Linked DNA regions of Sus scrofa: region 2 is linked to region 1. A link is a contact called in public Hi-C data. All regions are on one chromosome and are shown on one strand. The core of a region is the stretch at or near the end of the contact, and the rest is flanking DNA. Distances in the headings are between cores, read along the strand shown. Region 1 holds the start of LOC100621476 (ubiquinol-cytochrome-c reductase complex assembly factor 3). Region 2 holds the start of ROM1 (rod outer segment membrane protein 1).

Region 1 (3,110 bases), core at 377-2,876:
CCTTAAGAACCAGCCACCTCCCTCACCGGGCTCTTCACATCTGTCCTGGAAGACCTAAGCCTCCTCTTCCTCATCATCACACATCATTGTGTGGCCACCAGAGCTCCCCACTCTCTTTGCTCACCTCAGAGGCTTCCATCACGATGGAGGGGAAGCAGGTCTTTAGAGAGACAACCTGGACAGACACAGCAGGGGGCTTGGCCCAAACTGGAGGATGAGCCAGCAAGAGATCCGAGGGTGAGGAAGTACTAACCCGAACAGCCGGCTGACCTTCAACTCTGCCAATTTCTCCTCTCCCCTCCCAGCGAGTGCTGGGCAGCCTAGGACTTTCTGGATGCTGGGTGGGGCCTGGGCTATCTCCAGGCCAAGGCTCATCCTCATTCTCTGGCACAAAAGCCATGGGTACTGATACTTATGATGGTTGAACTCAGAGAAGAGAACCCCTGCTCAATGCACCCCACAGACTCCCTTTAATCTGCTTTGGAGCCTGGCCCCTTAATCACTTCTGAGGAGAGGAGGCTGACATGGCTAGGAGATTATGGGACCTCCAGGGGAGGGGACAATCCCAAGAGGTAGAATCGGAGATTTATTTCTACTCGCTAGCTGATGACACTGGGAAAGGCGGGGACGGCATCTGGATTAAAGCCCTGGAAGTGAAGAGCGTGGTTAATAGACTTGGAATTTCCTGATTCTTCCATTTACTGGATCTCCCAAATTGACATGTTTCTTTGTATCTTATTTAATAAATGTTTATATGGTGTTTGCTATTTGCCAGAAGCTATTTTATTTTTGTCTTTTTGCCATTTCGTGGGCTGCTCTCGCGGCATATGGAGGGTCCCAGGCTAGGGGTCCAATCAGAGCTGTAGCCACCAGCCTACATCCGAGCCGCGTCTGCAACCTACACCACAGCTCACAGCAACCCACTGAGCAAGGCCAGGGATCGAACCTGCAACCTCATGGTTCCTAGTCGGATTCCTTAACCACTGCGCCACAACGGGAACTCCAGAAACTGTTTTAAATGCTTTACATATGAACCTAATTATCCTAAGTTTATATTGTTATTAGCCTCATTTTCTGATGTAGAAACCAAGGCACAAAGAACTTCAATGACTTGCCCACAACTAAGAAGTGTTTTCTTCTCCAAACTCGCATTTGGGATGTTACGCAAAATCCAGTTTTCATGATTCAAAACAAAACAAAACAAACAAAAAACATGCTAAGGGAAGAGAAAAGTAATGTTTGTGTTGAACAAGAAAAATAAAACGAAATATATAAATAAAAAAATATGCTTTCCGCCACATGGTACACTAAGCTTTGAATTTTTGCTCAAGAGTTGAAGGGATTGACGTTTATAAGTATTTGGATGTCCATTATGTACTGTATTGTAAAAGCATGAGTTGTTGTAGGAAACTGCAGAGCACAGCCCTCTATCAAAGACATTGCGGAGCTGGGCAACTGTAAAACCCACAGTAACCACGAAGACACACATCCTCCCCTTCGCAATCCCACTCGGGATTTCACGACACTAAGCCCCCACGCTCGGTCTTGGGTGTCAACCCCTCCCGACCGGCTCGGCCTCCTCAGCTCAATCCAGTCTTCCCTCGCAGGCGTTGTGGATTTGAAATGTTTCCGCGGCCGGGCCTTCTCTAGCCCAGCTTCGTCTCTATGGTCCCCTGCCGAGGGGCGCTCTAGCCTGCGCCGGGGACGGTGAGACGTCGCAGCCGCCTTGCTGGGCTCCGGGCGGCTCCGGAGGGCGCCTCGCGGATCGCGCTGTCGGTCATGGAGCCCTTGCGCAAAGCGCTGATCGTGGGCGCAGTGCGGGGCGTGGGGGCTGGCGTGGGCTCTGCGCTGTTTGTCCTCGTGACCCCGGGAGAGCAGCAGAAGCAGGCGATACTAAAGGTGGGAGCAGGTGGGTAGGCGGGCAGAGAGCACCGCAGGGCTGGGGGCCCGGACCGCAACCCTCCCTTCCTCCCGGCAGGAGATACCGGAGCAGGACCCGCAGCGCAGGGACGAGGCAGCCAGGACCAAACAGCTACTGCTGGCCACTCTGCAGGAGGCAGCGGCCACACAAGAGAACGTGGCTTGGAGGAAGAACTGGATGAGCGGCGGCGGCGGCGGGAGGTCAGCCTGAGCCCGGACCTGCTCCCGTGGGCGCCGTGACCTCCGCTCCCACGCAGGAGTCCAAGGCAGCCTTTCTCCTTTGTGGGCCGGCAAGGAGTCCAGACCCAGATGCCACGCGCAGGCCTCTCCGGGTCCTGGGGAGCTGCTGCTGGGTGAGCACGTTACCCCCCGCCCCCCAAACCCTGTACTGACTGTGTTTTAACGTCTACGTTACGGGCCGGGGCGTCGGATGCGGCTTAACTGAAGGAACCAATAAATCATGTTCCTTCATCCAGAGAGTGACTCTGCAGTTTGGACGCCGGTAAAAGTCTAGAGTGTTTTGGGGGTCGGTGCTGCGAGCCCGAAAGACTGCAACTTCCGCCTGCCCCGCCCCCCATGTGAAGCTGAAGCCCAATAGGCAGAGCAACCACGTTTTCAAAAAACCACTCAGGTCATGTGGTCTGTGTGGAGTGTTCTTTGGGGATAACCAAGTGACATTCTTGAAATCATAGGTATCCTGGAAACTCGTGTGCAGTAAATGCCCGTAGAGGACACCTTGGGCTACTTTCCTTTGAATGAGGTTGGTGAGGGGAGGGGCTTTTAGTAATTAACTTGTCCCATGCTGCCGTCTGTGGTCTTTAACCCTTGGAGGCCCCACCCCCACCCCCACCCCGTGGTAGGACTAGTAAGAGGAGGGTGCTTGGAATCCGATCTCGTTTCAACTCCTGCGTGTCCTAAAACCTGAGCCTCAGTCCTGTGCCATAAAAGGTGCCATATCTTGCAGGTGGTTGTAAAGAAGGTGAATTTAGGAATGTGAAGTGCAGTGCCTGGCAGAGGGCAGCCTCTCCCTAAATGCAATGGGGTTGTCCTCCCTCCAGGTTTTCACTGCAGTGGTCGTCAAACTCTGAATTGGGTCATAGGATCTATTGGCGATGCCACTGAAGGGATGAGATAAAAGCTGTCAGTGGGGTGACAGCCCCATAGCCAGACCAACCAGTTCACTTCCCTTT
Region 2 (3,110 bases), core at 201-2,700, 49 kb before region 1:
CCTCAGGAAAGAGGAGGAAGAGGCGGTGACAGCATGCATACCTGTCCCTGGGAGGGCCTGGTGTGCCAGGGTCCTGCAGGGGGCTGGGGGGCACCTGCAGCCGCAACAGGCGAAGGGCTTCTGCTAAGGCTGCCTTTACCAGCTCCATCTCCTTCTCCTGCACCTGAAGCCGCCGGCTCAGGGACTGCAAGGCCTCCTGAGCAGGGCCCTCAGCTGGCAAAGGGACAAGAAGCCCTCAGAATGTACCTACCACGTGGGGAAAGGCGCAGCGCGGGACTCTCTCCCCCACCCCAACTTTCACGTTTATCCAATAGGACTGCCCCCTTCCAGCAGCTCCAGCCTTGGAAGCTCTCCCAGAGGGGAGGAGACGGGTGGTAAGGGATCAAGGGCCTCCTTCTGGCAGGGCAGGCAAGGAACCTGGCAGAGCTCCCTTCCTGCTGCCGTCCCAGCCTCCGCAAAGACAGGGAGTACCATGGAGTACCAGGGGGGAAATATGGAGTACTGCCGAGGAACGTGGGAACCACAGACCAGACGGAGGCGCAGTACTGGTGAGGGACGACAGGGCCCAGCCCAGAGCAAGTTCAGGTCTCCAGGGAAGGCAGAGAAACTGAGAGGGAGCCCCAGGAGAGAAGCGGGGGACACGAGAGTACAGTCATCCCGAGGATTCGGGGGAGGAAGAGGATTGAGAGTGACAAGAGAGGTTATCGGTGGAGAGCAGAGTCAGAGTGAAGGGCCTCGAATATCAGGGCGGGGGGTCAGAAGTAAAAAGACCCAAAATACCAAGCAGAGAGGCCCAGAGTAACACGGAGGCAGGGCAACTTCGAGGGGCCCAGAGTAACATGGGGGGGTTGGATGACGTCGGGGAAGTCCGAAATGACAGTAGGAGGACCCAAGTAACTCGGGAGAGCGACCTGAGCAATAGTGGAGGATGCTCGGAGCCCCGGGGCCCGAGGAGCACGCGGGGACGCCCAGGGCAGCCGTCGGGCAATGGCAGCGCCCGACCGGCCGGCGCTCCGGGAAGGGGCACGCCGCCCACCCCACCCCGTACTCACCGGGCCCCCCGGCCCCGTCCATCCGGCCCCCGGCTTGCTCCGAGCGGCGGCGGCGGAGGAGGCGTCTAAGCCGCCGGGGCCATGGCCAGGGAGAGGGGAAGGGGAAGCACCACGGGGCGCGCGCGCAAGGGAGCCGTACCACCCCCCGGGGGCGCTGTCGGGCGCGGGGAAAGGGCCTGGAGGGGGCGCTGTGGGGCGGGGGCCGAAGGCTCCCGGGCCCACTGGGGCCTCGGACTCTCCCGGGGCCGCTCTCGGCTCCCGGGGGTAGGGTGGCGGGGCCGTCCCGGGCCCCAGCGCCGCAGCACAAACAGGCGCCGGACGCGGAGCCGCCAGGAAGCGCGGGAGGGGGGCCGGGCCAGGGGGGGGCCGGGCCGCCTGGTAACCCCTCCCTGTCCGGGCCTCGCCGCTCGCTACGGGGGCGGGGCCAGCCCGCTGACCCCCTGGCCCCCTCCGGCCTCCGCCCTCCAGGCCCTTCCGGGATCCTGGCCCCTGGACTCCCTGGGGACCTGGGAAGGCGCGCGGGCCGGGAGGTCTCCGCCCCCAGCCCCTAGCTTCTCAGGGCAGAACCGACCTGCCCCTCCCCACTTCCGCGAGGGGGCAGGGGCGGGGTCACGAAAGAGGCCCTTTGCCCGGGGGCGGGGCTTTTCCGAAGGGGCAAGGCCAAGGCATCCCGAATTGGGACTGGCAGGGGACAGGGAGGCGGGTTATTAAGTCTGTGGCGGGAGGATGCCCAAGGTATTGGGGTCACGGTGGCATTAGCCCAGCTCAAGCCGGGCTGGGCTGACGCAGCATCCTGCCGCGGCCAACCTCTGTCCCCGACAGCTCTGCTCTCCCTCGGGCAGAGATGGGAGATGGCGCCGGTGCTGCCCCTGGTGCTGCCCCTCCAGCCCCGCATCCGTCTGGCGCAAGGGCTCTGGCTCCTCTCCTGGTTGCTGGCGCTGGTCGGTGGCCTCACCGTCCTCTGTAGCGGCCACCTCCTGGTGCAGCTGTGGCACCTTGGCACCTTCTTGGCTCCCTCCTGCCCATTCACTGCCCTGCCCCGGGTTGCCCTGGCAGCCAGTGCAGTGGCTCTGGGCACAGGACTGGTGGGTTCAGGAGCCAGCAGGGCCAGTCTGGATGCAGCTCAGTACCCTCCCTGGCGAGGGGTCCTGAGCCCACTGCTGGTGGCTGGCACAGCTGGTGGCGGGGGGCTCCTGGTCCTCGCCTTGGGGCTAGCCCTGGCTTTACCTGGGACTCTGGACACCGGCCTGGAAGAGGGCCTGGGGACTGCCATGGCTCACTACAAGGACACAGAGGTGCCCGGACGCTGTCATGCCAAACGGCTGTTGGATGAGCTGCAGCTGAGACACCACTGCTGCGGGAGCCATGGGTACAAGGATTGGTTTGGGATCCAGTGGGTCAGCAACCGTTACCTGGATCCCAATGACCAGGACGTGGTTGAGTGAGTGATTTGCTTCTCCCTTTCTTCTTCCTCCTCCTCCCTCTCCTCCCTTGAAACCCCATCTCACCCAGACAATAGCGTCTAGTGATGGAAAGAATGGAATACAGCTCTGCCGTTTATTAGCTGTGTGACTCGGGGCATGTTACCAGACTGCTCTGGGCCCATTTCCCCGTCCATAGACTGGAGATAAGAGCACCATCTTACAGGGTTGCTGTGAAGATAAATGAATTATGCATGCCTGGCTCATAGTAAAGCAGTCAGTACTTGTCTCACTCGTTTTTCCCTTCTCCACTCCTGTACCCTGCAGCTCTTCCCCCGGGGCCTCCATCTCCAGACATCCTAACGCCCCTGCCCCTCCCTTTGCAGCCGGATCCAGAGCAATGTGGAAGGCCTATACCTGATTGATGGGGTCCCTTTCTCCTGCTGTAATCCCCACTCACCCAGACCTTGCCTGCAAAGCCAGCTCTCAGACCCCCTCGCCCACCCCCTCTTTGATCCCCGACAGCCCAACCTAAACCTCTGGGCCCAAGGATGCCACGAAGTGCTGCTGGGGCACCTGCAGGGGCTGGCGAGCACACTGGGCAACATGCTGGCTGTCACCTTCCTGCTGCAGGTGG

Evidence for each region. Hi-C and Micro-C count contacts between places; a contact is called where the count stands out from the background.
Region 2: a contact with region 1 is called in a Hi-C map of retroperitoneal adipose tissue, with 1.9 times the contacts expected there. The contact joins the promoter of ROM1 here to the promoter of LOC100621476 in region 1. A contact is called at or near these places in 3 of 5 promoter capture datasets (fetal liver, fetal skeletal muscle and liver), 23 of 47 Hi-C or Micro-C datasets (alveolar macrophages, blood, embryonic fibroblasts and 12 more) and 2 of 2 datasets of contacts at active chromatin or transcription factors (alveolar macrophages and skeletal muscle).

What each region holds. Positions count from the first base shown.
Region 1 is chr2:9,077,165-9,080,274 of Sscrofa11.1, reverse strand. LOC100621476 (ubiquinol-cytochrome-c reductase complex assembly factor 3) reads left to right here and starts at 1,626. Exons shown (of 2, transcript XM_003353827.3): 1 at 1,626-1,899; 2 at 1,979-3,110. The coding sequence starts at 1,780. The coding sequence ends at 2,131.
Region 2 is chr2:9,125,955-9,129,064 of Sscrofa11.1, reverse strand. ROM1 (rod outer segment membrane protein 1) reads left to right here and starts at 1,450. Exons shown (of 3, transcript XM_005660795.3): 1 at 1,450-2,493; 2 at 2,860-3,106. The coding sequence starts at 1,904. It overlaps EML3 (echinoderm microtubule-associated protein-like 3), which reads right to left and starts at 1,385. Exons shown (of 22, transcript XM_003122621.4): 1 at 1,053-1,385; 2 at 42-213. The coding sequence starts at 1,074.